6 separate regions of the Mus musculus genome follow, and regions 1, 2, 4, 5 and 6 are each linked to region 3. Evidence: chromatin contacts called from public HiCAR-type, HiChIP or PLAC-seq and promoter capture Hi-C data. All regions are on one chromosome and are shown on one strand. Each heading gives the region's core, a stretch centred on a gene start, on an enhancer-like site or on the middle of the called end of the contact. The rest is flanking DNA. Distances are from core to core; before and after follow the strand shown. Region 1 holds the start of Soga3 (SOGA family member 3). Region 2 holds the start of Rps12 (ribosomal protein S12). Region 3 holds the start of L3mbtl3 (L3MBTL3 histone methyl-lysine binding protein). Region 4 holds the start of Themis (thymocyte selection associated). Region 5 holds the start of Stx7 (syntaxin 7). Region 6 holds the start of Echdc1 (enoyl Coenzyme A hydratase domain containing 1).

Region 1 (4,461 bases), core at 1,524-4,023, 2.8 Mb after region 3:
GGAGTTAGAGAAAGAAATGAAGAAGCTGAAGGGGTTTGTAGCTTATAGGAAGAGCAACAATACCAACCAACCAAGACCTCCCTCCCCCGGGTTCCCAGGGACTAAACCACCAACCGAAGAATACACACATGGAGGGACCCATGGCTCCAGCCACATGTGTAGCAAAGTATGGCCTTGTCGAACATCAATGGAAGGAGAGTCCCTTGGTCCTGTGAAGGCTTAATGCCCCATGAAGGAGAATGCCAGGATAGGGAGGTGGGAATGGGTGGGTGGGTGGAGGAACACGGGGTGGGGGGATGGGATAGGGTCTTTCAGGAGGTGAAACTGGGAAAGGAGATAGTATTTAAAATGTAAATAAATAAAATATCCAATAAAAGAAGAAAAGATGATTCATTATTACAAGTAAACAATAAAAGGTCAGTTGGTAACCTATTTCTGAAACAGCAAAAATAATTCCAAAGCCTTTCTGGACTATGAAGAAATCTGCAAACTCATCTTTGGTGTTTGCTTAATAGAAAGTACATATTTTTCAAATGTTTTCTTATTCTTATTTTATGTGTGTCCATATATGGGTGCCAGGTGTATGTAATGCCATCAAAAGAGCCTGTCACGTCCCCTGAAACTGGTTTTGTAGCAAGTCATAAGCTGTTCTGTGAGAGCAGCAACTGAACTTAAGAACTCAAAATTTCTCCAGCCCCATGCAGAAGTGTAATTTTTAACCAGTAAATAATGGGATAACCAAAACACGACTCTAATTAAAAACCTTTAGTTTAAAGGCTTGACAGCATTGTTTCCATTCATCCCATATTGCAATGGCTTATAGCACTGAGACTGCACAATCCTAAGGTAGAAAACTACCCTTTTGGGCATATGAACTCTGATGTAAGCATTCTTGATTTTATTAGATGTTCATAGAATAAAAGATACTGTTTGCATGGAAATAAACACTGAAATGGATATGTCTAAGCAAGTTCTTAGGCAAGCAGAACTGTTTTTATGCTTCTAGATTACTTGTGTAAGAATGCTTTATTTATAAAGATTGGCCTAAGAGATATTTTATGCATTTTATTAATTTTCATTGAGTGGGATATATGAATCTTAATATTCTTTTTAAAAATATTGCAATTTAGATAGTTGTGTGTGGTGCTCCACAACTTCAATTCTTGTATTCAGGACGCAGATGCATTTGAGATCATCCATCCTGGGCTCCAGGTTACCCCTTGCTACATACAAAGACCTGCATCAAAAGGAAAGAAGTGTGCGTGTGCGCACACACATACATACACACACACACACACACACAGAGTACTGCAACTTACATTGTGGTACATAATGAGGAACTGTTGAACACAAACTCAAAATAGCTTGTGACATTGTGACTTCATTTTGTTATTCTAATCAACGATGCAAGTCCTATCATAGATATCACAGGATTCACTATTCTGGCTTTCCACGTATTCAAGAATAAGAACAATATCTCCGTTACCTCAACTGTTGCCAGTATGTTTGAGCCTTCTCAGCACAGAGATGATTTCTCTACTTTCTTTGTATCCCCAGCACCTTGGACAGTGCTGGCCACAAACCACTCCATAGCAACAGTTTGACAGCCTAAATTATTTCCTTGTGATAACATAAGCGATGTCACTGGGGGTATACATTACCTGGGCTTAAATATGCTCTCATTTCGCTACTTCTGTGCAATTTACTCCAAATAGCCATTTCACTTTTAAGACAGGATTTAGTTTAAAATGAAGTCTCGCTCTAAAATTAACGCTAGGCTAGAAACTGTTGAAGAATATCTAAGTCTTTGTCCTTACAAAATCACCACAATAAAGTAAGAGAAGTTTAATGTCTCAAATTTTTCCTTTAAAAACAGGTTTATATATTCTGACCTGCAAACTTACAAGGGGATTTCTATGGGTTAAAGTAAGTCACTCGAGCCTACTCTCCTGAAATAAAATTGGAAGGAAAAAGAACAAAATTCCCCTCAAACATTAGGAGTATTATTACTGTGAATCAATATGGATAAATGTAAACTGGAAACGCATTTTTCTTAATTCATTGTCAGATCAGACGATTCTTTATTGATACATTTGTTCTGACTACTATTACTCACGTGCACAACAGTAAAAAAAAAAATGGATCTCAGAAATTACCAGTTTGTTTTCACTGAAGAAATTGGCCTTTAGCGAGGAGAGGGGAAAATATGGTGCCCAGTGCTACTGAGATGCACTTAAAACATCCCTGGAAGCACATATTTATTCAGTTTGCCCTAAATTAGTCATTTCTCCTTATCTCCTCAAGAACCCTTTGTCTGTGGGACAGCGGGTCTGACGAGCATTGTCTATTCGCGGAAAAGCCATCCCAGGACTCCGCCCGAGCTGGGGGTGGGGAAGGAGCCGCGCATGGAGAGACTGACTGAGCATTAAAGTGAGTGAACAAAGAGAAGTACCGGAAGCGCGCGCCAGCGCCTCTAAGAGCTGCGTCTAGAGACTCCGCTGGGTCAGGCTGAGGGTGCAGGATGCTCCAACCGGCTTCCCAAGGAAAAGAGCTCAAGTAAATAATTGATGGAGATTGATCGGACCTGAGACAAAGCTTTGCAGGAAGCCAAGGCATCCGATTTTAAGCGGTCTTGGAGTCTTCTGCCAAATACAGGAAATGGAAATGGAGAGAGGAATTTGATGAGCCAGGCTGAATAATTCTGCATCTCGGGCGTGGCTCTTGCCTTTTTGTCTTTCTGCCTCCCACCCGCTACCCTGGTTCCCCATCCTTCTCTTTCTTCTTTAAGCAACCACTCCGGTTACTTCTCTCCTGTCTTCCCTTCAATCCCGCCCTCTTTCCAGCCCAGTCCGGTGAGGTCAGCTCATGAATACCGCTGCACTTCCTGGGGAAGAGTCTGGCACTGCTTGGCACCCCGGGTATTGCCTGCTGCATTTGCAGCCCAGCCAGCCAAGCACCGCCGGCTAGGAGTCAACTCCCAGAGCTCTAAGTCTTTGTGGTTGTCGCCTTTGTTCGGAGAAACAGAGTGGGTGTGGATCCCGTGCAAGCAAGCGCGCCCAGAAGAAATTCGCCTATAACACTACGGAAGCTGGGAAGTTGAACTTTCTCTGAAAGGTAGAAAAATAAAGTCGGAGGTCTCCGGCTTCCTGGAAGCAAAAGCCACTGCAGAGAAGTGAGATCTTCTGGATTTCTAAAGACACGAAGAGAAACGGGGTGGGTCCTGGGACAGATAGGATTTGAGATGAAAAGGGTTGATTTGGTCCTTACTATCATTGCTTGGATGGATATTGCCACTGGAGAAACTGTGAGATACATTACCTTATTACTTTGTCAGGGAACAAGTGACAGACACTAGGTTCCTTAGATTGTGGAACTAATTAATGAAACCCAAGCTTTCGTTGAGGTTATAGTCTGGGCGGGTGAGGCTTCAGCTGGTGACTTTCTGAGTTCCCGCGTGGTTCTACTTGGTTAAATATAACATTGCATTGTCAGTACAATTAAGCTGGGTGGCCCACTTTAGTCTGACCCACGGTAAAGTAGGCCAGACTTTTTAGCAGAGGGTAACTTTGGTTTTCCTTCTGAAGTAATCATTGTTTATTTTTGTATTACAAAGGGAGTTGAAAAGAGATTACAGAGGGAGAAAGGAAGGTGGAGGAGTTTTGGGTGCCTTTCCGTTATGAAAGGACAAATGATTACATCCTCAATTGAGATACTTACAACAGACAATAAGAGTAATAATGGGAAACCATGTCTCCTAAAAGCTCTCTCTCTCTCTCCCTCTCTCTCTCTCTCTCTCCCTCCCTCTCTCTCTCTCTCTCTCCCTCTCTCTCTCTCTCTCTCTCTGTGTGTGTGTGTGTGTGTGTGTGTGTGCGCGCGTGCGTGTGTGTGCGTGTGTGTGTGTGTGTGTGTGTGTGTGTGTGTGTGTGTGACCTTCCTCTGCTTTACCAGTAAAGGTAAATGAGGTTCTTGGAAAGGGGCCAAATGAACTAGCTGTCTGAACCACTAGCAAGGAAAATCCACAGGTCTTTTCTGTCCTCTGGATTAAAATGGTATGTTTATACTGGAAAGCTAACACAATGTATCTTACCGCCCTAAAGGAAGACAAACAGCCTTTTGGTTAAATAGTGTTCCATGGTTCTGTTTCAGAATTTGGCTCCATAGGAATGTCTGAGCATTTTAACATTTTTAAATTTAGGTTTTATTTTATGCATATGGGTGTTTTGCCTGCATGCATATTTGTGTACCACATATGGGTCTGGTGCCCAGGGATGACAGAAGAGTGTATCAGGTTCCCTGAAACTGAAGTTACAGAGAGCTTAGAGATGTCACCTGAGTGCTTGGAGCAGACCCTGTGTCCTCTGAAAGAGCAGCCAATGTAATTAACCACTCTGCTATTTCTCTAGTGGGCATTTTAAAACTTCTACTCAGTCTATTATATACTATCTAAGGAGATGGTTCAGA
Region 2 (4,387 bases), core at 249-2,748, 2.6 Mb before region 3:
TGAAACTAGTAAAAGCTGACCCTCAACATTCCCAGGGTGGCTGTTTCAGGAGGGTGACGTGCAGTTTCCTCAGCGAGATTCAGAAGAGGGAGACTGTTTTCATCATGTACAGCCCACGTGAAAATCATCAAAACTACCATGCAAGTTAGTGCTGGTGCCTGTGGCTCAACACCATTATCACTAAGGCTTACCTTTATCAGGTTGATTTGGTGCTCAGCACAAAGTGCCTCCACCAGCTTGACATACATGGGCTCATCACAGTTGGATGCGAGCACACACAGATGGGCTTGGCGCCTAAAATGCAAAACTCAAAGGTGAAACCTTCAAGGGTCTTCACTGTGCTAGTAAACCTGACCACACAGGATTTACTGTACCAAACTGCAGACTAGCCATTCACTTTCCCTGTACAAACTTAGATACCAATACCACACATTATAATAGGAAACCTATTTATGGCCAAAGGAAACTATGACCACTTTCAGGGTATTTCCAACTTGAAAGCTGATCCAAAGCAGTCCTGTGCAGGAAGCACTGTAAATATTCACAACAGCATCCAAAATCACCTGACTTTACCTCAAACAGTAGAATACACGTGCATAAGCCTAATAAACCATGCATGTTCTCAAGTCTCCCGGATATAGCTAGATTTCCCCGACACCACAATATTGTCGTTTAAGTATTTGCAAACTAAATAATGATGCCCCCCCCTTTTCCATCTTCTAGCAAAACTACCGGACTATCTATCCCCACGAGCTACAGGTTTGTCAGACTAGCTGTTTCTCACCCATGAACGGGGTGAAGGGGTATCCGACAATTCAAGTCATCATGCAAACACTGTAGCTTTACAAAACTACTGCTCGTCATCCCCGATCCACACAGCAACCCACACATCCTAAGTGGGCTAGAGTTGATACCTTTTCCTAGGTTTCCTGCTGGCCGGATGACATTCAGAACTTTTGTGCTAACAGCATGAACTTCACGCTCTCTTCCCTTGGCTGCTGCAGTCTTTGTTCCGGCTGCAACACCCCACAGTATTGAGACTGAGACACGTACTTGTCTAAGGCTTTGGCAGCTTCGCGTATGCCACGTGCTAGGCCATCGTGGATGAGGGCGGTCTTCAGCACCTCTTGTAGAGCAGTGTTGACGTCCATTACACCTCCAGCAGCTATGCTGGAATGCAGACAGAGACGTTAGGACCCTCGGCAGGCTAGGGATGGGGAACTAGCATGGAGAAAAGCCCAGACCAGCGCCGCCCGCGGGAGGCCCACGCCCCACTCGCTCACCCTTCCTCGGCCATGGCGGTGAATCACGGGTGACGCCGAATCTTGAACGCACTGAAAGACAAAACATCAGTAAATCGCCCGTTAAGACCCAAGTACTTCACTTTTGAAGCCAAGGCGCAGTAGACACGCTATCGCCGGCGCACGAGCTGGGATCACACTCACCCCGAGCTTCCGCCTCCGCGCAAGTCGGCGGCGGCAGGGGAAAAGGCCGGCGGTGGCCGCATGACGGTATTTAAGCGCTCCGCTCGACTTCTGTGCGCATGTGCAACTCCTCCCACTAAAGAGGTGGCTCCGGTGGTGCCGTGCCTTAGGAGTTTCCACTTCCGCCTTTAGGAGCGTCCGTGGTAAGAACGCGGCTGGATTTCTAGCAGGCATCGCAGCGGGCAGCCTTTGCCCAGGGGGCGTGGACCACAGAGGTCCCACGATCCGCTCCTACGGAACACGAGAGGAGCCAAACTACTGCCGTTTTCTTCGCTGCTGAATTACTTTGTTTTAAGCAGTTTTTCCACGTCTTATCGTGAAGTTTCCTGTTGCCAATACTGGCCGATTAGGCTGAGTGTGTCCACATTTTGGTCCTTTGGTTTTTAGCCTCTCTGAGTGGCTGTGATTTGTGTATGATCACAAACCCCACTGCTTTGCAACGTGTTTAAGCAGACCTTGCGGCCAGGTCAGATCCCGGTCTGAATGCAACCGGTTCTGAATGAACATTTAGGTAATGACCCTAGTTTTTTTCCCGAGTCGCAGCTTCGCAGACACTGGATCCCTGAGGTACATGTTAAACTCTCACTGTGGATCTGTCACTAAATTCCACCGAGGATTCGGCTACCAGGAGTGGAACTCCAGAATCTTAAAGCCAGTTCCCGCCTACGCCGACAAATGCATTTTAATTTCGAAGGAATCACTCGCTCTTCTACTTCCAAAGCAAATACACAAGACATCTCTCTCAGAAGATATCCCCGAAGCCAACCAGAGCTTCTGATGGCCAACCTGGTGGATACAGTGATCATTGTCGGGCTCATGAATTTCATGAGGATATAAGAAAGTTGATGGAAGTTTTAGCTTTTCCAATAAACGTTTGGGTTTCACCCCTAAAGCCTCATGCTTGCTTCCTTACCCCTGCAATTCAAAAAAGTATTTAATAGGTGGTTAGTTTCTGTGGGCGTATTTCTGCCAGTGTCTATGGTGCTGTTTTAAAGATGAGAGACGGCGGACACTTAAAAGTCTGCATTTTAAAAGATAAAGCTAGTATTTTAGCCAAAGAGTAACATACCAGAATGCCACGGTGCTGGGGAGTGGAGATGATGTGGGAACGCAGGGGATTTGGAGTTTATGGCAGCATTTAAAAGAGGTTTTAACTAGAGTTCCAGCCAGGTAAGTGCAGGAAGAATATTCAGACAGGAAGAGAGAGCAGGAAGGCACACGTGCCTTTTGGCTGTTTTGGAAGTGATTTTGAAACATTACACAGTCGGAAAAGAATGTGGTTAAGTAGAGTTTAAGTAGTTTCCTTAGTATAAGGCTATTAAAAGTTAATGTGTCAAACCATACATAAGTTGCAAGACTTTCATCCCAGCACCTGAGAAGCAGAGGCAGGTGGATAGCTGTGAGTTCCAGGCTACCAGGAAGACAATGTCTAAAGCAAAAAAAGGAAAACATTTAAGTGTTAAGCATATTAGAGTTCTCTTCCCGGAAGAAAAGTCTCACAGAAGAGACTAGATGGTAAAATTGGAAAATAACTACTGCATTTAAATACTAAGAAGAAACAGCTGAGTCCTTTCAGCTTGGTGCCTAAGTTTTAGTGCTGCTTCCAACACAGTAGCAACCAGCTCAGACTCTCCACACCTTTGATGTCAGCTCTCTGTCCTAATAGTCCACCCTAATGAATGCCTTTCTGTCAGCAGTAAGCACCCCCTTTTAACAACTGGAGCCCCTCCCCCCTTAAATCTTGATTGTGTAATAATTTTAATACCCAAAGGGAAGTTATTTTCCATGTGATGAGGATTTTTGTTTTAGATAAAGATTCTCTTATTTCACACACTCTTTAAGAGTAGCCTCTCAATTTTAGGTCTTGGCAAAGGTGGCGGAAAATTCATATAGTGGTTAGTGGCTCTTACCCAGTACATTCTAGCAGTCACATAATATATACAAATATGAGCTAGAAAGTGTACATACAAACCAGTGGGGCGTGGCCCTTCCTGGCAGATAGCTGTACCTGAGCCATCCCCAAGATGGAGACCAGGAACACAATAAGGGCCTAACTCCAGGGATCTGCTTCACATAGCCAGCCACATCCACTTCGAAGCAGAAATCAAAGCCAGTTACCACTGATCTTAAAAAGATAAATGGTTGATTGCCATATGCAGGGATCCATCCCATAATCAGCTTCCAAATGCTGACACCATTGCATACACTAGCAAGATTTTGCTGAAAGGACCCAGATATAGCTCTCTCTTGTGAGACTATGCCGGGGCCTAGCAAACATAGAAGTGGATGATCACAGTCAGCTATTGGATGGGTCACACGGCCCCCAATGGAGGAGCTAGAGAAATTACCCAAGGAGCTAAAGGGAACTGCAACCCTATAGGTGGAACAACAATATGAACTAACCAGTACCTAGGAGCTCTTGTCTTTAGCTGCATATGTATCAAAAGATGGCCTAGTCGGCCATCACTGCAAAGAGAGGCCCATTGGACTTGCAAACTTTATATGCCCCAGTACAGGGGAACGCCAGGGCCAAAAAGGGGGAGTGGGTGGGTAGGGGATTGGGGGGGTGGGTATGGGGGACCTTTGGGATAGCATTGAAAATGTAAACGAGGAAAATACCTAATTTTAAAAAAAGATAAATGGTGTAATAATAGGAAGGGGGAGAGGATGAACAGAGCTTTGTGCATGTACAAAAGGAGACTGTGTCAAAAGGGACATAGTCCTGTCATTTCCCCTTGTGTTTCTTTTCTTTTCATTAACCAGTATTCCACCAGGGCCATTAACTGTGAAACAAAGTTACTTCACATTAGACTGAAGAACTCTGAAAGAATTTTTCATTAATTTAAAGAATCATACAGCTATGAAAATAAGCCCGTACCTACTGACAGAAGGCAGGCGACTGT
Region 3 (4,591 bases), core at 479-2,978:
ACAAGAATGATTCTATACAACCTTAATCCCTCCTGTTTTTATCCTTAAAATTCAATGTTTTTTTTTTAAATACAGAATACACACTGGGAAATAGTTATGTAACCCATGCATATATAAAGTGGTTTAAATCGTAAATTATACAAAGTATACTGAAATAAATGTTTTTACTCAGTGAATCAAAATTACACCGTTACGAGAAGATACTATGTATTTTATGAGTATATATTATGTAAGTTTATACGTAAATTGTTGAATAATTTGTTAGCCTGAGATTATATGCATCAGAGACACATACAAAATGATCAGTTCATATAAAAGCTAATTTCAGGTTTGTTTTTTTTTCAGTTTTTTGCAAAGTGCTAAGCACAGGTTTCATTTTGACTTTTCCTTAACATTCCGAATTAAGCTACCTGCTATGAGTCGTAAGAGGGGAAATAAAAAAAAAAAAAAACGGAGGTACAGATGATGGTAAACAGAAGACAAACTTTCTTATCTAGGGAGTGTCAATCTCAAATCTCAGAATAAAAAGCTTTGGTTTTCTTACTGTATGCAAGAAAGGATGGAAATCACAGGGTCCGCAAGCTTAGACGTCATTGTTCTCTGATTTACAAAACTTCTATTTCGGACTAGCATCCTTTCTCACATCTGGCTGCAACTCAGGTCTTCTAATTACTTCCACGTCTAAACGGACTGCATGTAGCTACAAGTAAAGGCCAAACTTTGGTCTTGTCTCTCGAACTTAAGATGCGTTTAACCACTAGAGGTCCCCCCTTGGCCAGTTTTGCAGGCTCACTATTTTGCTGCACTTGAAACTTTCCGGCTCTCTACTCGAGTCAGTGTTTTTCTAAAAACTTGCGCAAAAATCCACGCAACCGAGGTAGCCAGTACAGAGCTTCCCGGGCTCCCCACACCAATAAAGGCATCATAACCAACCACCTACGAAAATTGAAATGAAAATTCAACTCACTCATCCCAGGCGACGCACCTCCCCCCCCCCCCCACACACACACACACTCAAACCGGTTTCTTATTTCTCGTCTCAGTTTCCCTTAACTTAGAACAATTCTTTAACATCTATTTTTGTTCCTGGGCACTTTGGATGATCTTAAATGCATGCTTTTGGCGGTAGCCCCAAGGTGGCAAAGGAGCGGGCCAAGGGATGCAGAAGGCGGGGGGGATGGGCCCAGCAAACTGCGCCCGAGAAAGTTGCATAAGGAAAGAGACTCCGTTTTTCGGGTCCCCCCCCCCTAAAAAAACAAAAAAAAGAAGAAAAATAAATCAGCGGGGAAAGGAGAGGAAAAGGAAGCTGGGCGGTGGCTGCAGGAGGACAGAGAAGGAAAAACCAAAGCGAGTTTACCTTCGTGTCCCCGTGGAAGGGTGGGGCAAGAGCCCTGACCCACGCGACCCGGCAGTGCGGCTGGATCTCCCACCCGTTTGGTCGGAGCGCGGACGGACAGACAGACACCACGGCCGGACGCGAAGAAAGCCGCCACGCTGGTCAACTTTCTCTCACGGCCCCGCGGTGGGCCGTGATCGGATCAGATCCGATCGTGAGGTTCGGGTCCTAGAAACCCCCACACACATGCACTTTTTTGCCTTTTGGATTTTTTTTTCCTTTTCTCTTTTTCCCTTTTTCTATTCTCCCAAGAAGGCGATTAAAGTTTTCCCTCCGCCAGTGCGCCCCTGGCCCCGCCGCTCTCAAGTTTGCCTCCTCCTCCGGCCGGCGGCTGGCTGGCTGGCGGGGCGCGCGGCGGATGCCTCCGCTCCTGCGCTTCCCGATCCCCACCCCCGCCGGCCTCTACTTCCCCCGCCCCGCCGCCGCTGCGCGAGGCCGGCCCCGCCGGGCCCAGGACGCGAGCGTGGACCAGACAGTAGCCCATGAGCGCAGATCGGCGCACGCACGGGTGGCGAGGCGGACCCCGGCCGCCGGCCTCGGCCACCCGGGGCGGCGGTAAACAAGTTGCAGGCTCCACGGCCCCCGCCGCAGCCCGCCACCGCCTCGCCTCGCCTCGCTCGCACGCCCGCGCCCGCACCGGCGGCGCTGCGCGGAGAAGATCGCCGCGACGGTGCGGGTGCCCGGCCCGGCCCCGCGTCCTCCACCCCGCGGGGACGGCAGTGTCGAGCCCGCGCCGCCGCGTTCCCTAAAAGCACTTTCCTGCTTCCAGCAGGAGGAAAAAAAAAAAAAAAATCCAGCGGAGGCTTTATTTCTTTCTTCTTCTTCTTCTTCTTTTTTTTTTTCCGTGCAACTTTCCCAAAATGGCGGAAATTGGAGGCGATCTCTAGGAAATTCTCCCACAGTCGGCGGCGGGGAGCGGGGAGGTGGCGAGCGGGGAGAGCACACACGCAAACTCTCGGCCGCCGGCCCCGCCGCGGCTCGGGTGTGCGTGCGGGTGCGGGTGCGTGTGCGCGGTGCGAGTCGCGGAGGGAGGCCTCTCGGCGCGCGCTCACACTCACACCGACACACACTCACCGACACATACACAGACACACACAGCCACAGAGACACACACTCACACACACATACACACACACACACATACACACTCACACACATACACACACACACACACACACACACACACACACACACACGGCCGCGCCAGCGAGACGCGCCTCTGCCACATTCAACCAGTCGGTTCTCCGCAGCCGAGCTGGCTGGCGAGCAAAGTGGCCCGGCCTCTTTTCCCACTGCCTCGGTCTCCCGTACTTGGACTTGTCGCGCTCGCCCGCCCGCCCGCTCGCTCGCCCGCCCGCCCGCTCGCTCACCCGGTGCGCGCTCGGCACAAAGGCCACACGGGCGGAGGGGGCCGCAGGGGCGGCGCGCCGGGGCTCGCGTCCTCCCGCCGCCGCACCGATCGTGCCCGCGGTCCCCTCCCGAAGCCGCCCCCTCCCCCCCTTAGGCTCAGGCCGACCGCGCTCGGCGCCCCCGGGGAGGCTGCGGCTCCGCCGCGTTTCCCCCCCACCGCCGCCCCGGACTCGCAGCCCCGCGGTGCCGCGCTCCCCCCCCCCCCCCCAGCGCCGCCACCCAGCACCCGGTGTCAAAAAAGCGACCAAAGTGACAAGCTCCGGGCGGGGGGAGGGGGCCCACACGCATCCCGCTGCCTGCGCGCGGGCGACGGCCGAACGCGGCCGCCTTGGCCCGCTCCCTTCCGCACGGCCCCCCACACCCTTCCCCGTGTGCGCGCAAAGGAGGAAAAAATACAAGTCTCTCCTCCCCCCATTTTTTCCTTTCTCTTTTCTCGCTCTTTTGTTCCTCTTTCGCACTCGCACTCACTACTTCAGAGTGAGATGCCCACAGACTCCCCCTCCAGCCGCTTCCGAGTCACTTGCCCACTTTTTTTCCCCGGGATTAAGTTTTCTCCTCTTTCCCAGAGGCGCAGAGAAGTGGGGGAGAAACCCCTTCTTTCCTTCCCCTCCCCTGATCTCTTTCCCAAGACGAGGGTGCGCTTCCTTCCCTCTCTAGGTCTCAGAACTTTCATCCTCACCCAGAAAAAAATCAATGAATGGCTCTGGCGCAGGCTGATCTGCAGATTAATTAGAGATTAGATCTGATCAAGCGCTCCTTACCCCCAAATTTTCTCTCTTTTTTTTTTCTCCGTCTCACGAGTAGTCCTGACAAATGGTCCAGGGCTGCGGGCGCAGTGCGCATGTGCGCGTAGAGTCAGGGCTGGGGAGAGGGGAAACTGCGCTGGTGCCGGTGCCGCCGCCGCCGCCGCTGCCGAGGAGGCTCGCACTGCCTTCCCTCTGACTGCTGCTGCGCCTTCGCCGCTGGAAAGCCGCGATTGAGCGGCTCGGCCGCCTCGGCCGCCCGCACACAACTGCTTCAGGTGCATCTCTCCGCGATCCTTGTCGCTGCTCCGAGCTGCTTCAAAGAACGGCCCAAACAAATGTGAAAGACCGAGAAGGTTATAGATTTCTTTGTCTGCTTTTGCACTTTACTTTTTTTCTACAGCAATTTGCAGAGCAGCGAATCCACCATGTGCTGCTTAAACGTGTGCATTCAGCCATTAAAGAGTGGGCCCTGGACTTACACCACTGCTACCAGGGGCTAGATCCATGCCACAGGTCAAGAATAAAATGGGAAATAAAGTTCTTCGCTTGTACAGAGTTTCATTTGCCCTTTTCGGGACTGGAAGAATGCATAATAAAGTCTGAAACTTGCGCGTTCTTTCCGCATCCTAAATGAGATTTGTATTGACAGCTTCTGTGGGTTAGGCCTCTGTTGTAAGGGATGCTGGGAGTTCTACCTCAACTTAGAAATCCCTGGTAGAGTGCCTAGGCAATAAGAGAGGACTGCCCGCTTAATGTACTCAGTCAAGATGGCTGAGCTGCTTAAATAGCAAACCCTGCCTTTGTCAGTTCGTCAAATCTGAATCAAGCCATTATTGTATTTGATATTGGCAGTTTTCTGTTTACGGACTGCAAGCTGACTTCGGGGGAGTTTACAGTTCCTCTTTTCTACAAGGTTCAGGGGAGGGAGGGGGCAGACAAGATAATTCAAAGTAATTAAACTTGTGATAAATACTTCAGGCCAACAGGAGAGTTTGCTGTGAAAGGAAAAAAGCACTAACGCAAGCCCTGCACTTCTTCG
Region 4 (4,560 bases), core at 919-3,418, 2.3 Mb after region 3:
TGAAATTCTACCTTCTGCAAACTGGAAACTGTAATATACAGTCTCTTTACTTCTGAACTCCCATTGGTCTGACTTTGAGTAAGCCAATCGTTCCTGTTACTGACTGAACTTCAGTAATTCATTTTACCATGCTTCAGCTCAGAGATAGTAATGATTTGAGATAAGATGGCAGCAATGGCAATACAGGACAAGGTCAGAGGAGTGGCCTTGAGGACTGTCACTCATAGAGCTTGAGGGATTTGGAAGCTGTAGAAAATGTCTGTTCACATACAACTTTAGGCCTTCTGGCTTTGCACTCTCAAAGATGGGAGAGTCATTAATTTTATGATTGAGGATATAGGAGAAACAGATTCTGAGATACAAGAAGGATCTCTGTGTTAAAAGCAGAAGCAGGGACATACTGGATCTGTATAAATATCTGATGATATAGTGAATTCTTCTAGTGTTGGCTGCAAGGATAGAAACTTGAGTTATAAGTTAAAGATTTCAGATGAAATCCAGCATTGATTACATACCAAATAAACTTACTGCAGCACTAACTCTAAAAATGTATGATTTTTCAAGAGGCAGCCCTTTCCATATTCTAAAATCCTATGAAATATGCCAGGAGGCTACAAATAGTGTTTTCAGTCAAGTGAGAGGCCCAGACTTAGGTAAGAATGAGACAGAAGCTACATTTATCAAGCTTGGGAGATTTAGGGGACAAAAATGTTTCAAGGGATTACATAAAAGTTACTAGTGAAAATCACTTGAAGAATTTCCCACATTAACCCTAAGTTTGCCTAGAATGAAGGCTAGCAAATTGTTACAAGGGCTGAACATGACTCTGAAGAGCTTTAAGCATTTAGCATTTGGTAGATGCTCTATCATGATCAAGCAATTTGTCCAGAATCCAGCCTGAGAATGAACAACTTTTCATCATAGTTCATCTTTATCAACTTCAACCAATCTTCCTTTATTTATCTACAAAACATAGACAGTCTCACTTTAAATTGCAAGTATAACCTCTAAGATGATGTTTGAATTAAGTACAAAGAATAGGAAGCATAAAAATTTAAAACCAACCAACCAACCAAACAAACAAACAAACAAAACCCTAGCACCACCACAACAAAACTCCGATGTAAGGCAGAGGTGGTGACACATGCCTGTAATCCTAAGACAGAGGCAAGGAGGACTGGCATGTGTTTGAGCCCAGCCTGATATCCTAAGGAAAATTTTGTTTAAAAGAAACAAAAATCAAAATAAACAGAAAGATTGGTTTTGATGTATAAAAATTAGTTTCACAAGGTTTCTGTTATTTATTTATTTATTTATTTATTTATTTATTTATGGCTTTGAGCATTTTTCAACTTATGTTTAGATCATAAGAGCAAATTTATAGACTTCGGGGCTTGTGCAGTTTATTTATTTATGTTTTTAAATCTACATTTAAAAGGAGAGCTTCAAAGAGGAAGCAAACATTTAAATATATGTCTTATAAGTAGTTCTTTCTCTTCCTTTTTTCCTTTCTTCCTTTCTTCCTTCCTTCCTTTCTTCCTTCCTTCCTTCCTTCCTTTCTTTCTTTCTTTCTTTCTTTCTTTCTCTCTCTCTCTCTCTCTCTCTCTCTCTCTCTTTCTTTCTTTCTTTGGTTTTGTTGCTTTATTTTTATTTTATTTTATTAATTAATTTACTTTTGCTTTAAATACTTTCCTTCTCAGTGCAGAGACCAGAAAGTTCCCATCAATTTACTCTATTAATTCCTGAGTCACTTTTCATGTAACACCTCCTCCCTCCCTTTAAACTTCAGCAAAAATTTTAATGTGTAAAGATAAAAGGTGGTTTCTATGTGTCCTCAGAGTATCAGATTTCTAAAAACAGCTGACAACAGCTTCTTTTGTAACCAAGTTTAATGTAAAAGCACAATGAGTATGCAAAGCTAGAACCCAGATGCAGAGAGGCAACAAACTGATATAGTGCCATATTTAAGGTAAGACACTGTGCCTGCATTCTGGCCATGTCCAGTGTTCATGCCACAGGCCACTCTGTTTCATCACAATTTTGCCACTGCTGTGGATGCACAAGAACCAGCAACTTGCCAACCTCATTACTTTGGGTAGTGTCAGTTCAGACAAACACACCCCACCCCCATGTGTTTCTACTTCAGTGTCAGAAGGAAATGCAGCCGCAGGGAGAACAAAAAGAGCTTTACCCACTGTCTCCTGCCTATTCTCAAGTTCTTCCGCTGCTTGAGCTGTTTGCCCTGGGCTTGGCTTTCCTGTGACCTCCCTGCACCAGGTAGAAACTGAAGACCAGCTACTGCAGACAAGTACCTCCCCACCTTAGGGCTGTCCTACCCCGATTGGCTCCCATTTCACATTCTGCCTGTGTGGGCAATTATGAGCAAAGACAGAACGGTAGACAATTGACATCTAGAAACCACAAGGTCTTGTAAAAGATCAGGTCTATATACCACCGAAGACACAACAATGGCTTTATCTCTGGAAGAATTTGTCTACTCCCTTGACCTGAGGACCCTCCCCAGGGTCCTAGAAATCCAGTCAGGCATCTACTTTGAAGGTAAGTATTTTTCTAATTCTTTAATTTGATAGAATGTTCTTATAAAGTCTCTTGGAAATTTGTGGGAGAGGTTTTAGTAAGAAATACGTGGAAGGCTGTGTGTATAGTTCAGTGATTCGATACTTAGTTCAAACATATACACACCCAGCAAACAAAGTGCAAGTTGTCTGAAGGAAAGTTGAACACAGACACACACACACACACACACACACACACACACACACACACACACACATCCCAGCTGGTGAAGAAAGAAGAAACTAAGGCTTTAAGAAAGGTGGAGTGGAACTTTGTGAATTGCCATTTGCCATTTTTTTTCTTGGTAAGCATTCGACAAGTCTGCACAAAGGATGTTCTGTCTCTGCCCTACTCTTTGAAATTAATTGCCATCAGGTAAAAAAGTTTAATGTTGCTGACTATTGTTTTTAAACTATTAAAAACAGCAACATCAAAACAAAAACCCAAACACTATCAAGCTTGTTTTGTGTTTTGTTTCACCCAAAATGATTGCACCTATCAAGGGCACAGTCTTACAATGAATGCTGCCAAGTTCGGACTTCTAAGCTTGCCTTGTACTTGTAATCCTCTCTTCCTGCTCTACAAACTCCTTAAATGGTGGGAACTTTTATTTAAAGGTAAAGAAATTAGTGCCTATTGACTGTAGAGTATCTTTTAAGATTTGTGTTGAAAAGGTAAATTTTAATGAGGATTGTTGAATACTAAGCTGGTGAATTTTGGTGTAACTTACTGTAGTGTGTAAAATCCCCTAATATGAACGATACTAACATTTTAAAGTTAGTTTGGCCTGGATGGTGGTGGTACAGCTCTTTGATCCCAGCACTCAGGAGGCAGAGGCAGGTGGATTTCTATGAGTTCAAGCTAGCCTGGTCAACAGAGCAAATTCCAGGACAGCCAGTGCTACAGAAAGAAGCCCTGTCTCTAAACAAAACAAAACAAAACAAAACAAAACAAAACAAAACAAAACAAAACAAACCTTTTAAGTTTGGTTACATATAAGGTTCTCAAAATATTTCCTAGTTGGATATCAATTTTTGCTTACAAAAAGGGGAAAATTAAAGCCAATCAAAAAAAAACTGGGTCTAGTCAAATTACTAGGGAGAATGGTTGGCATGTGAGCTTTCCCACTCACAGTCTGTCCCATGGTTAGATTTCCAATTTTTGGACTTTTCACTGTAGTGGAATTGCACAAATCGTTCAGTTCTTTTTTCCATTTGAAGTACAATAGTCAATAAGTCATATGGAATATTAAACACTTGGTAACATAAAATAGGCATCTTGTCAAATGATTTCACTCACTGTGACTAGTACATGGTCTGCACACAATTAGGGTAGAGTAGGTTGAGCTGTGATTGTGCGGTGTTAGATGTATTGTATATATTTGAGAGTTTGGATGTTTTCAGTTCCCAGTGGGCTTTCGAGATGTAACCCTATCACAAATTAAAGAATATTTATTCAGTCTTACCTTACCAAAACAAAACAGGTTGACACATGCTACCTATATATTTACACACCCATAAGAGGTAATGGGTTGACAGTACTTGCTCTCAGATTATTATGAGGTTTTATGTAAGTTTTTGTGAATTGTTTGGGATCAGGTCGTCTTCTATCCTGTCTTCCTCAGACCATGTAGGGACTTATGCTTTTAAGACAGCTATCAGTTGCTTCTTGTCTTATGGTTTATGCTTTTAGGGCTTTATGGAAGACATCTTTCGAAACATTTAGGAAGAGTTTTGACAACAGTTTTACAGTTTCATATTTTACATTCAGTTTATTTTCAGGATGCAATGCTATGCCATGGTGTACGGGGACCCGACTTTACATTTCTGTGCATCTTTAGCTGATTTTCCAGTATCATTTTGTTGCTTCCAAATCAGATGCAACATTTGTCTTTGAAATGCCTCTTTTGTTTTGTTAGTTGATTTTTAAAATTAATTTTGGCCAATCGTATACATTGTATAAATGGGCAGCTATGAAATTAGC
Region 5 (4,545 bases), core at 497-2,996, 2.2 Mb before region 3:
TCTTCCAGTGAAACTTTTATATAACTTTTAAAAATTTCGTTCCTGTTTTTACTTCAAAAACCACTACTGACACTACAGCGAGGCAGTCATCTTTTGGGTTACCGCTAGGCTCTGTATAAATCTCCATCTCAGCATGTGGTGTCATGTGGAGGGTACCACTGCCAGATAGGAAAACACCATATTCTACTCAATTTGAAATCTGTAGTGCAAGGCTTGATAGTTGCTTCAGAATAGACTCTCAGCAGATATTAGTTGTCTGGATCCGGTGGCAGGAAGGATTCAAGAGTCTGGACAGGACACTTAAGGCTTTGTTGTTCCTAATTACCTGTGTGACTTAGAAGTGTTTGGTGTTTCAGGTTCCTTAATCTGTATTATGAGGAAACAGAACCAGATTTTCTAAAAGGGACTCTGTAGCTTTAACAGCTAACATGACTTTCTATTAGAGGTTATTGCCTTGTCAAAGAATGATTTTTAAAAATAAAACAATTTTGAAAAAGGGAGAGATTTCAAAGAAAAACTTGAATTTCCTCTGTATCTTGGAAAACATACAATGTCACTATGATGGACTAATACTTCTAAAAGTTCACAGTGGAGATGATAGGTAGAACTCAGGGGTAGATCAACTACCTGAAATGTGAGGCCTTGGGTTTGATCCCTCATTCCTCAAAACAAAACCACAAACAACCCGGGACAATGATACAGGTCTGTACTCTGAACGATGAGGCAGGTTGCAAGTTCAAGGTCTACCTGGATTACAGAGTGAGTTCAAGGTTAATATCTGGGTAACCTGTGTAGACTTTGTTTCAAAAACAACAACAACAACAACAAAAACCACTGGAGATAGAGGACAGAGTGAAGGCCTCTCATGTCCAAGGACCTTGGTTCAATTTCCAGTGCTGGACAAAACAGCAAACCTCAACAGTTCACCATGGCCCGAGCTGAATCACATGACTTTAAATGAGTACATGTTCTTTGATCCACTGGGTGGATCCTACTGAGAAGACGCTGTGTTTGAGTCTGACCTAAGTCATCTACGTATGCTTGCAGGTGTAAAACCAACCAACATACAGTTTGCTCTGTGGTTCTGATTCACAATAGTATGGATTCCCCCTACCTCCACTTGAAGTCTATCGAACTTTTGGTATCATGTGTTTTCATGCTCTTTCCAGAAATAACACCATCTTAATTATAGGCAAATCCAAGGCAATCTATTCTAATTAATTTGGCAAAGTATTTCTTTCACATGAACAACTGATGTTTCTCATCCGAGAGGTCACATGCTTGAAGAGTTATTGTTGGAACAGTGTGTGCTCTTAAAGCCTGGGAAAACCACATCCTGTATTTCAAGGATGCGATACCAACTATGAGCCAGGAAAACATCTTTATCAAGTGGGCATTAGGAGATTATCTTTCATTTATCCTTCCGGGGCTTTAGCTAGGATTGCCTTGACATTTTTGCAGTGACATTTTAAAAATGGAGTTGTCAAGTCTACCACAGAGCTGAGGGTTAGGAAACAGAACCTTTAAAAGCTGAGAGTGCTCCCTCAGTCCAGGGAGTCTGGCGCCTCCGAATAAAGAACCCAGCTCTTCTCTATTGTATTGCTTCCTCTTCTGTTGCCCATAGACATCACTTTGTCACCCATCAGAGCTTGGCTCCCCAGCAATTTTGCCAGTCCCTCCAAGCTTCAGCTGTCACTGGCCAATGGGAGAGACGCAAGCCCCGCCTCCTCCTTCCTGGGGCTGTGCCCCGAGCATGCGCAGTGGGCGTGCTTGTGCCGCCGCCCATCAGCTGAGACCGGCTGCGCCAGGCAGTGGGCCCCCGGGTGACAGCGGCTGGAGGTGGCCGAGGAAGCCGGCGAGGTCAGGGTAAGAGGAGACTGCAGAGGCGGGGGAGAGGGGGGCGGGAGGGACACCTCAGAACTGCAGCTCGCTAGTGGTTGCTTTGGGGTGCGCAGAGCGGGGCTCCCCAGGGCGCAGGGCCGGCGCCTCCCTCTCGGGCTCCCACGCCCCGCTCCGGACTCCGGGACGCGACGTGCGAGCACCGGGGCGCGCGGCAATGGAGCCTTGGGGACCGGATACTACCGCCAGATCCTGGCAGGCTACGACCGTGTTCCCATTCTCTGTCAACTTCTCCTCCGAAGAACAGAAAGGGAAACGCGATGGGCCCTGGTCATCTGGCCACAGGTTCGTTCCGCGGCCCAGGGCCTTTGCTTGGCTGTTGGCCTTACTCACACAAGCTAACTTTCTTTGACCTACCTTGTGCTCGTTTCAATTGATTTATGCAAGACACATAACAAGGTAACAAGGTATTTCGAGAATTCGCATATGTGTTTTCTAGGTTAAATTCAGACCAAAAAAAAAAAAAAAGCTTGGACGAGGGTGGGAAGAGGAAGGAAGCTTTACAGTCAAATGCTAATTTTTCCTTATAGCTGTTAAAATTTTGCTTGCATTTTATATGCATATATCAATTTTTGATTGCGTCAGATCTCGTATTTTGTCAGGAATTATTATTTACAAGTTTTCCACAATCAGGAAAATAAAAGGAATTAACTGTGAAACACTGGTTTGGTCCTGTTGGAGGTAGGCATTTCTTTTAGGTGTACTCTGAGCCGCAGTGAACAGAGATTGATAACACTGTTAAATTGTGCCTTGTGGTGCCGATGGGTCTTCGGCTTTGCAAGCTGCTTTCGAAGTTGGCCCCCAGGCTTGTGACTAGTTAAGAACGAGGCTGTAGTTTCCCAGTGTCTGGGGAAGTTAATAGAACACAGTATTAACTCACTGACCTCTGGGTTCTTTTCCTTCAGCTAGCTCACTTCTTATGCTGCTCCTGATTAACAGTCGTTTCTAATTCTGATTATTATCCCAAGTTCATCCATACGCTGCTGGTGGAAAATTATGAATAATTATGTTGAGCTATATGCCACTAAATGGTGTGTGCACAAGGCCCTGGTTCAGTCCCCAGTACTGCAGGGAAATATTACCTCTATGTCTACTAGTACTGCTAGATAAAACTCCCACAGTTAAGTCTGTGTGGATTTTTCTCTGGTTCAGTGTAACTTGAAATATTAATGTGTGAAACTGTGGAGGAAAAAAAATCTTGGTTAATTAAGCTGAAACCAAACAGTGTAGCGTTTGGATTGATGAAGGAGCTGGGCAAAGATGCACTTGTGGACCGAATACTCATATGGAAGATTGAGCACCCTCATGATTGATTGTCTCCTATGATTCCTCTCCTGTTTGTTTTAGGAATTGAAAACAAAGAGTGTGAATGCTCCCATCTTCTAAGTATGATGCATCGCTTGAAGTAGAAGTTACATTGATAGAGACTTCTCATTTCAGACCTGGCATCTTTAGTGTGTGATAACACCTTACTGAGACAAAGAGCTAGTCCTCAAAGGGGCTGGGTGTGTATCATGGAAAGGGCCATCTACAGATAGAAAGGGACACTGAGAAAAGCCCAGGTAGCAATAAGCCTGAAACAGTATTTTAGAAATGTTTATATTTACTCTTAGGCTGGGCATGTGTTCATAGGAAATCGGTACACTTGTTCATTCAGACTTACAACATTTATTCAGGATCTACTTTGTAGCCAAGTACTTAGAGAATAGACTAAGTCCAAGATTTACACTCCCCCACACACCACACATACACACACACACAAACACACACATACACACAGCACACACACACACCATACACACACTCCACACGTACACACCACACCCCACACACACATATACACCACACACGCAATACACTGCACACACATACCACACACACTCACACACCATACACACACATCATACACACCACACACACACACACACACACACACACACACACACACACACACAAAAATTAAAACCTGGGGAACAAAGGAGGAAACTCATATTTTATGCTGGGCTTCATGATTAAGAAAGTGAAACTGACCATTTGATTTGAGCAGGCTAAATTTTAAGCCAGTGTCTGCTCAGAGGAAGTCTTCAAGATTCTACAGTATGTCCATTAGTAACTACAGGGTAGTGTTTTACATTCAAGACTCTGTATCAAAATCCCCTTTGTTCATTTTTAAATTGCCCTTTCCACACAGTCTTGAGACAGCGCTCACTATAGGTGTTACTGTTTGACTCTCCCGTCTCCTCTTTCACCTTAGTGTTTATCTTCATAAAAAGATAATTACTGAGCTGTTGAGTTGAACCCTGCCCAGTAGTACTTTCTGTGGGGGATGAAGGGAATATGTGAGCTGTCCCAGCTGCTGGCCACTGGCCACATACAGTTTCTTAGCACTTGAAAGGTGGCCGAGGTGGCCTTCTTCTACCTTAGTTCATTTTGATAGTTGTGTGCAGGCAGTGCAGGTGCACATGAGGAGTGATGTAATTATTTTGAGCAAAGACACTAGGACACAAATGCTTTGAGTATTGCAGCTCAAGCTAGGCAATGCAGATGGTTATAGAGTACAAACATTTTATAAGCATAGAGTTAATTAGCTCACATGTAAAAACAGACTTCAGAGCCATTTGTCAATAACTGTCTATAAACATAAGT
Region 6 (4,665 bases), core at 1,752-4,251, 2.9 Mb after region 3:
GTGAAGTGTCTCCCAGGCCCTCCCTACTATTTGCTTGTTTAGCACAAAAGTTACAATAGAAGCTGTCTTCACCCTAAGATGTACATCTACAATGATATGCTGTATATAGAAACAAGCTTTCTGGCTTTCTACAAGGTTGCAGAGAGTACAAACTAACTATCTGGGGTCAATCTACATATCTGTCACCTTCCTGTTTTCTCAAAGCACTTAAAAATTCATTTTATGTGGGTTAGTCTAAAAGTTTATTCCAATTTACTCAAGAAAATCCTGTGATAGTTATACTTGGTTGTTACCTTGACTAAATCTGGAATAAACTACAATCTAAAAAAGGAAGGCACATGTGTGAGAAATAGTCTGCTTGGTTTGAAGTGAGTCCATCCTTTAAGGTAGAAAGGCACAACCTTTTGATCCAGATCTTGAAGCAGAACACCTTAAACTGGGTCACACCTCCTGCTAGAAGCCTATATAAGGACACAGAAGAAGGAAACTGTCTTTGCCTGCTTGCCTTTGCCTTGCTAGTATATCTATTTCTTCAGTGGCACTGAAGCTTTCTTCTTTGGGACTCCAACATATACAAAAGACCAGCTGAGACACACAGCCTCGTGGGACTGAGAAGCTATTAGAATCTTGGATTTTCTATTCACACCTGGCCATTGTTGGGTTAGTTGGACTGCAGCCTGTAAGTCATTCCAATAAATTCCCTTTATATATACATATATGTTCCATGTATGTATGTGTGTTCCATATATATGTGTGTGTTCCATATACGTATATTCATATATATATATATGTTCCATATATGTGTGTATATTCCATAAATTCTATGACTCCAAAGAACTCTGATTAATACAATGATTAAATCATATATATGCATACAGAGGGGACTGTATATGAAATATAAACAATGATTTGGCTACTTCAGTTCACCAAGTGTTCAGTTTTTTTTCTCTATCCCAAATTCCTAAGATGCTTTTAAATTCTTTTTAACTTTTTCTCCATTTTACCCATTCCATTTCAACTTGCTGGTAAATTGTTTGAGAAGTGGCAACTCATGAAATACTTGGAAAATTGACAAAGGACAGGGTAGTATAATATCTAGATTACATAGGAGTCGACTTAGTAAAGAGAGTAGCAAACAGTTACACAAGAAGAACAAAGGCTTCCAATACTGGACAGCTGCCCAGGACACAATAAACACATCCAATCAAGGAGAAAAGTGGCAAATGACTTCTGTCAAGTCACTATTGTCAAGAGGTTTTTCTGTTTAACACTCTAACAGTGTATACTGCTTACTACATAAGAAAGAAAATCAGGCTGGCCAAAAGAAAAACTGAAAAGATCTAAATCATAATGTCCGGTATATTCTGGCAATAGGATCCTGGAGTTTTGCCTTAGTGGCTTTACTAGATACTCCTTTCTCCTAAAGCCTGATTTCCTGGTTATTACTCAACCCATTTACATCAGATTTTAGAAATAAGCCTTCCTAGCAACAAATAAAAATTAGTGTGTGGCTTCTCGACTGAGGAAGTTCAACAGGGAGAACTGGGACAAAAGTCTCTGGAAACAACCACAGGGAACACTGACGAGTCTGCAAGGCCAGTTGCCTGATTAAAGCCTTCAGTGTTTGTGTAGAGGCTGGAATGTGACAGGTCCAGGGTCACATGATAATTTATCTTGGACCATCATTAGCTTAATAGTCATTTGCTACCACCTCTCTGTGACCTAACAATTTAATGGTCCCTGGGTAAGTCTTTTGGAACAGACAAACTAATAGCTTCCACCAGTAGAACTGCTAAGGATGCGGTCAACTATAATTTGAGAGCTACAGATTCTGAGACCTAAGATCTGAGACTTAAAATCTCCTTGTTCCTTTCACCCCATGCTTTCACATTCCCATCAGTGTATTTGGAAAATAATTTTTGTTGGTCTGTTACCCTAACACCTTCATATTGGAACAAAGAACTGGGGATAACCCAAACCTCACTTATATTTGGCTTTAGAATAAACTCTCTGCCTTTTGAAAAATACTAGAATTAAACACTTCTAGTAACGATTTCTTCCTACCAGTTCAGCTAACCTAGGCTTATTAATTCTTCCTTATTAAACACACCTTTGTATTATAAACTGGTCACCATTTCTGCCCTACTGCTTTGCCACATTATATCCATCCCACCAGAAAACATGTTTTTATTTCTTTGATCATTATGTATGATAACTGCAGAAGTCTATGAACACCAGAGTGCCATCCAAAGCAAGGTACAGAGCTGACAAAACTGACCCCCTCTGGACACCCATCTTTCTTTTCTCCCCTTTCCTTCCGTTTTTAAAAACAAAAACATTTTGCTTCGAGTCTTTAAAGAGCACATGACATAGTCGTGTCACAAAACCTGCTAAGTATTTTTTGACAAACGATAAAATACTGCCCCCAGCAGCTCTTAAATCCAAGAAGGCTCAGCGCTCTTTAACTTTCTCTCGCCTTCTTGTCTTATCGTTCCCTTTTTTCATTTGCAGCCAATTGGGGTACGAAGTATTTGGGTGGCCTCCTTTCCCTTGTCTGAACCCTAAACCAAGGAGATGTCAACCACGGAAAAAAACCTGAGCTCCCTGCTCTAGCTTACAGCAGTTGAGGTGAAAGTTCCAGACATGAAGAGTCTGATGGGGAGGGGCGGGACTTCCGGGTCGCCAGAGTTCCTTCAGCTAACTCAGGAGCTCTGGCCAAAGGATCCCGGGGAGCATACCAGGAGCGGAAACAGGCCCGGAGCGGTGTGGAAGCCGGAAGAGGCTCGCGCGCAGCGGAAGGTGGGGTGCGGGAAGAGGGTCTCAGGACACGGAAGCGCAAGTCAGAGCCAGGGGCTGCGGGCCGGCGGTAAGGCTGCGGCCAAGTGACAGGCCGCGGAGATGTCCCCTCCCCCTCGCCCCCTCGCCCCCCGCACCCTGGCCAGCGCGCTGTGGCGTGATTGGGTGGCGCGCCTTTGCGGGCCAATGCAGAGCGAGGGGGCGCGCGGCTGCGCACACGCTCACCGCGCAGGCGCACTGCCCTCTGCTGGCTCTGCACCGCAGCGCAGGCGCCGCCGCGCAGGTGGGCTCGTGAGTTCCTGCAGGTCTCTGGGAAATCCTGAGGCGTTGCAGAGAACGTGGGAAAATCCGCTAAATTGGCAGTTTCAAAGGATGAGAAGGTGTGAGGTCAATTCTAAGCCGATTTCTGAATATTTTGGAATCCCTTGTGAGAACCGAGGTAATGTTCCGTGGGATCTCTACCTGTGAGCTAAATGATCTTGCTTATTTCAAACTTTTCCTACATCTTTGTTTCGTGAAGCCAACTTTTTCAACAAGAAGAGCAACCCAACTTTGATGGGAGCAATTAAAGTTATCCTATTCTGTCTCCACTTTTATCAAATCTCAAGGAGTTATGAACACCTCACTAAGGACATCACCACACGTTAGCATTTCTTAATTTCCTAACTTCCACATCGGATTCTCTAACTTGTTATTGTTTCTTGTTCTCCGTGCTAGAGATGTGACCAAGACTGATCAAAGAGTTAGTTTGAAGAAATAGCTCCCTCATAGGAGCCTGACAGGTTAAAAAAAAAAAAAAAAAAGTGAAATCTTGGGGAGGGAAGAGGAAGATGGCAACAAGACAGGCTTGTTTTGTTTGTCTTTTTGACTTGAAAACCAATTAGTTGACAGCTAGCTGAGGCGCAAAGAGGATGTGCAACAAAGTGAATTAGAAGAAACCAGCTAGATGGTGAACTAGCCATGTGTTTTAAGAAAAATCTTGGAAATCCCCGTTTGCCAGGGACTGTTCTCAACACTTCGGATGCCTTCTTGGAAACTAAATTTACTAGGACGACTTGTCAGAACTAGAAGTTAATGATAGTGTTTGATGTGACCACAGCTGTTGGTAGTGGAGATGGATTTTATGTAGTCTGGGAACTTAGAGAAGATAACTTGAAATTACTGTCAGGAAAAAAAAAAAAAACAAAAAACAACCCTGTAACAGTATATGTGCTAAGATTTGGGATGACAAAAATCAATATTTGAGGAAATAAAAGTTCTTTTCTTTGGTTTGTGTGGGGAGAGGTGTAGGTGGTGTGTAATGTGAAAACTTGAGAAACAGGTTATATATTTCATTCAAAAGTACCTTATGATTTTTCTTTGTTTACTTATGCTAATTGTTTTAAATATGGAATTATGTTAGTTTTCTAGTATAATTTAAGGACTTTTAATGGAAGAACTAGCATGTAGAATTGGAGAGGGAAACCTTTGGTCCCAGATGGCCAGAGGTGCTTTGCAGTGGCTTGGCAGTGAGCATGTTCACCTGGAATGGTCTGTTTCCTGATAGAACAGCTGCTTTGCTGTCCTACCACATGACAAAATTTAGGATTTTTGTCCTGAAGAAATGTTTCTAACATTGTAACTCAGCCATTTTCATTACCTTGTGTTCCCAGGAATATAGCAAATATAATCTGTTTATGTGTGTCTGCTCTAAGACAACATTGAAATCTTAAACTCTACTTATATTTTCAGATACTACACTAATTCACCAATATCTAACATTCTTATCCTCTTAACACCCTAGCCATCATGTATCTTTTAAAAAGTTATTTTTAATTATGTATATAGGGGTGCGGTGGGCAGGTTATATGCACAAGAATGGGAGGTCAG

What was found. Promoter capture Hi-C pulls out the DNA fragments that hold promoters and counts their contacts. HiCAR-type assays count read pairs that join an accessible place to other places. HiChIP or PLAC-seq counts read pairs in DNA pulled down with a chosen protein or histone mark.
Region 1: a HiCAR-type map of astrocytes shows a contact between it and region 3, with 5 times the contacts expected there. The contact joins the promoter of Soga3 here to the promoter of L3mbtl3 in region 3. A contact is called at or near these places in 2 of 39 promoter capture datasets (cranial neural crest and hippocampal neurons) and 2 of 115 datasets of contacts at active chromatin or transcription factors (astrocytes and forebrain).
Region 2: a contact with region 3 is called in a promoter capture Hi-C map of pre-B cells, with 7 times the contacts expected there. The contact joins the promoter of Rps12 here to the promoter of L3mbtl3 in region 3. A contact is called at or near these places in 2 of 39 promoter capture datasets (the C10 cell line and pre-B cells), 2 of 115 datasets of contacts at active chromatin or transcription factors (astrocytes and large pre-B cells) and 2 of 9 other capture datasets (adipose tissue and liver).
Region 4: a promoter capture Hi-C map of hippocampal neurons shows a contact between it and region 3, with 2.8 times the contacts expected there. The contact joins the promoter of Themis here to the promoter of L3mbtl3 in region 3. A contact is called at or near these places in 3 of 39 promoter capture datasets (the 3T3-L1 cell line, 3T3-L1-derived adipocytes and hippocampal neurons) and 1 of 115 datasets of contacts at active chromatin or transcription factors (thymic regulatory T cells).
Region 5: a contact with region 3 is called in a promoter capture Hi-C map of liver, with 3 times the contacts expected there. The contact joins the promoter of Stx7 here to the promoter of L3mbtl3 in region 3. A contact is called at or near these places in 4 of 39 promoter capture datasets (hippocampal neurons, liver and pre-B cells) and 2 of 9 other capture datasets (adipose tissue and liver).
Region 6: an H3K27ac HiChIP or PLAC-seq map of thymic regulatory T cells shows a contact between it and region 3, with 11 times the contacts expected there. The contact joins the promoter of Echdc1 here to the promoter of L3mbtl3 in region 3. A contact is called at or near these places in 2 of 39 promoter capture datasets (cranial neural crest and pre-B cells) and 3 of 115 datasets of contacts at active chromatin or transcription factors (astrocytes, embryonic limb bud and thymic regulatory T cells).

What each region holds. Positions count from the first base shown.
Region 1 is chr10:29,141,223-29,145,683 of GRCm38.p6, forward strand. It overlaps Soga3 (SOGA family member 3), which reads left to right and starts at 2,774. Exons shown (of 7, transcript NM_026138.2): 1 at 2,774-3,213.
Region 2 is chr10:23,785,711-23,790,097 of GRCm38.p6, forward strand. Rps12 (ribosomal protein S12) reads right to left here and starts at 1,499. Exons shown (of 6, transcript NM_011295.6): 1 at 1,446-1,499; 2 at 1,284-1,334; 3 at 1,054-1,170; 4 at 192-294. The coding sequence starts at 1,297. It overlaps LOC115487513 (a small nucleolar RNA gene), which reads right to left and starts at 833; the gene lies at 760-833. Snord100 (small nucleolar RNA, C/D box 100) reads right to left here and starts at 111; the gene lies at 44-111.
Region 3 is chr10:26,372,344-26,376,934 of GRCm38.p6, forward strand. It overlaps L3mbtl3 (L3MBTL3 histone methyl-lysine binding protein), which reads right to left and starts at 1,729. Exons shown (of 22, transcript NM_001359254.1): 1 at 1,358-1,729.
Region 4 is chr10:28,666,192-28,670,751 of GRCm38.p6, forward strand. It overlaps Themis (thymocyte selection associated), which reads left to right and starts at 2,169. Exons shown (of 6, transcript NM_178666.6): 1 at 2,169-2,559. The coding sequence starts at 2,469.
Region 5 is chr10:24,147,543-24,152,087 of GRCm38.p6, forward strand. Stx7 (syntaxin 7) reads left to right here and starts at 1,747. Exons shown (of 10, transcript NM_001358563.1): 1 at 1,747-1,866.
Region 6 is chr10:29,310,499-29,315,163 of GRCm38.p6, forward strand. It overlaps Echdc1 (enoyl Coenzyme A hydratase domain containing 1), which reads left to right and starts at 3,002. Exons shown (of 6, transcript NM_025855.4): 1 at 3,002-3,235. The coding sequence starts at 3,169. It overlaps Gm46218 (a long non-coding RNA gene), which reads right to left and starts at 2,919. Exons shown (of 2, transcript XR_001779751.2): 1 at 2,739-2,919.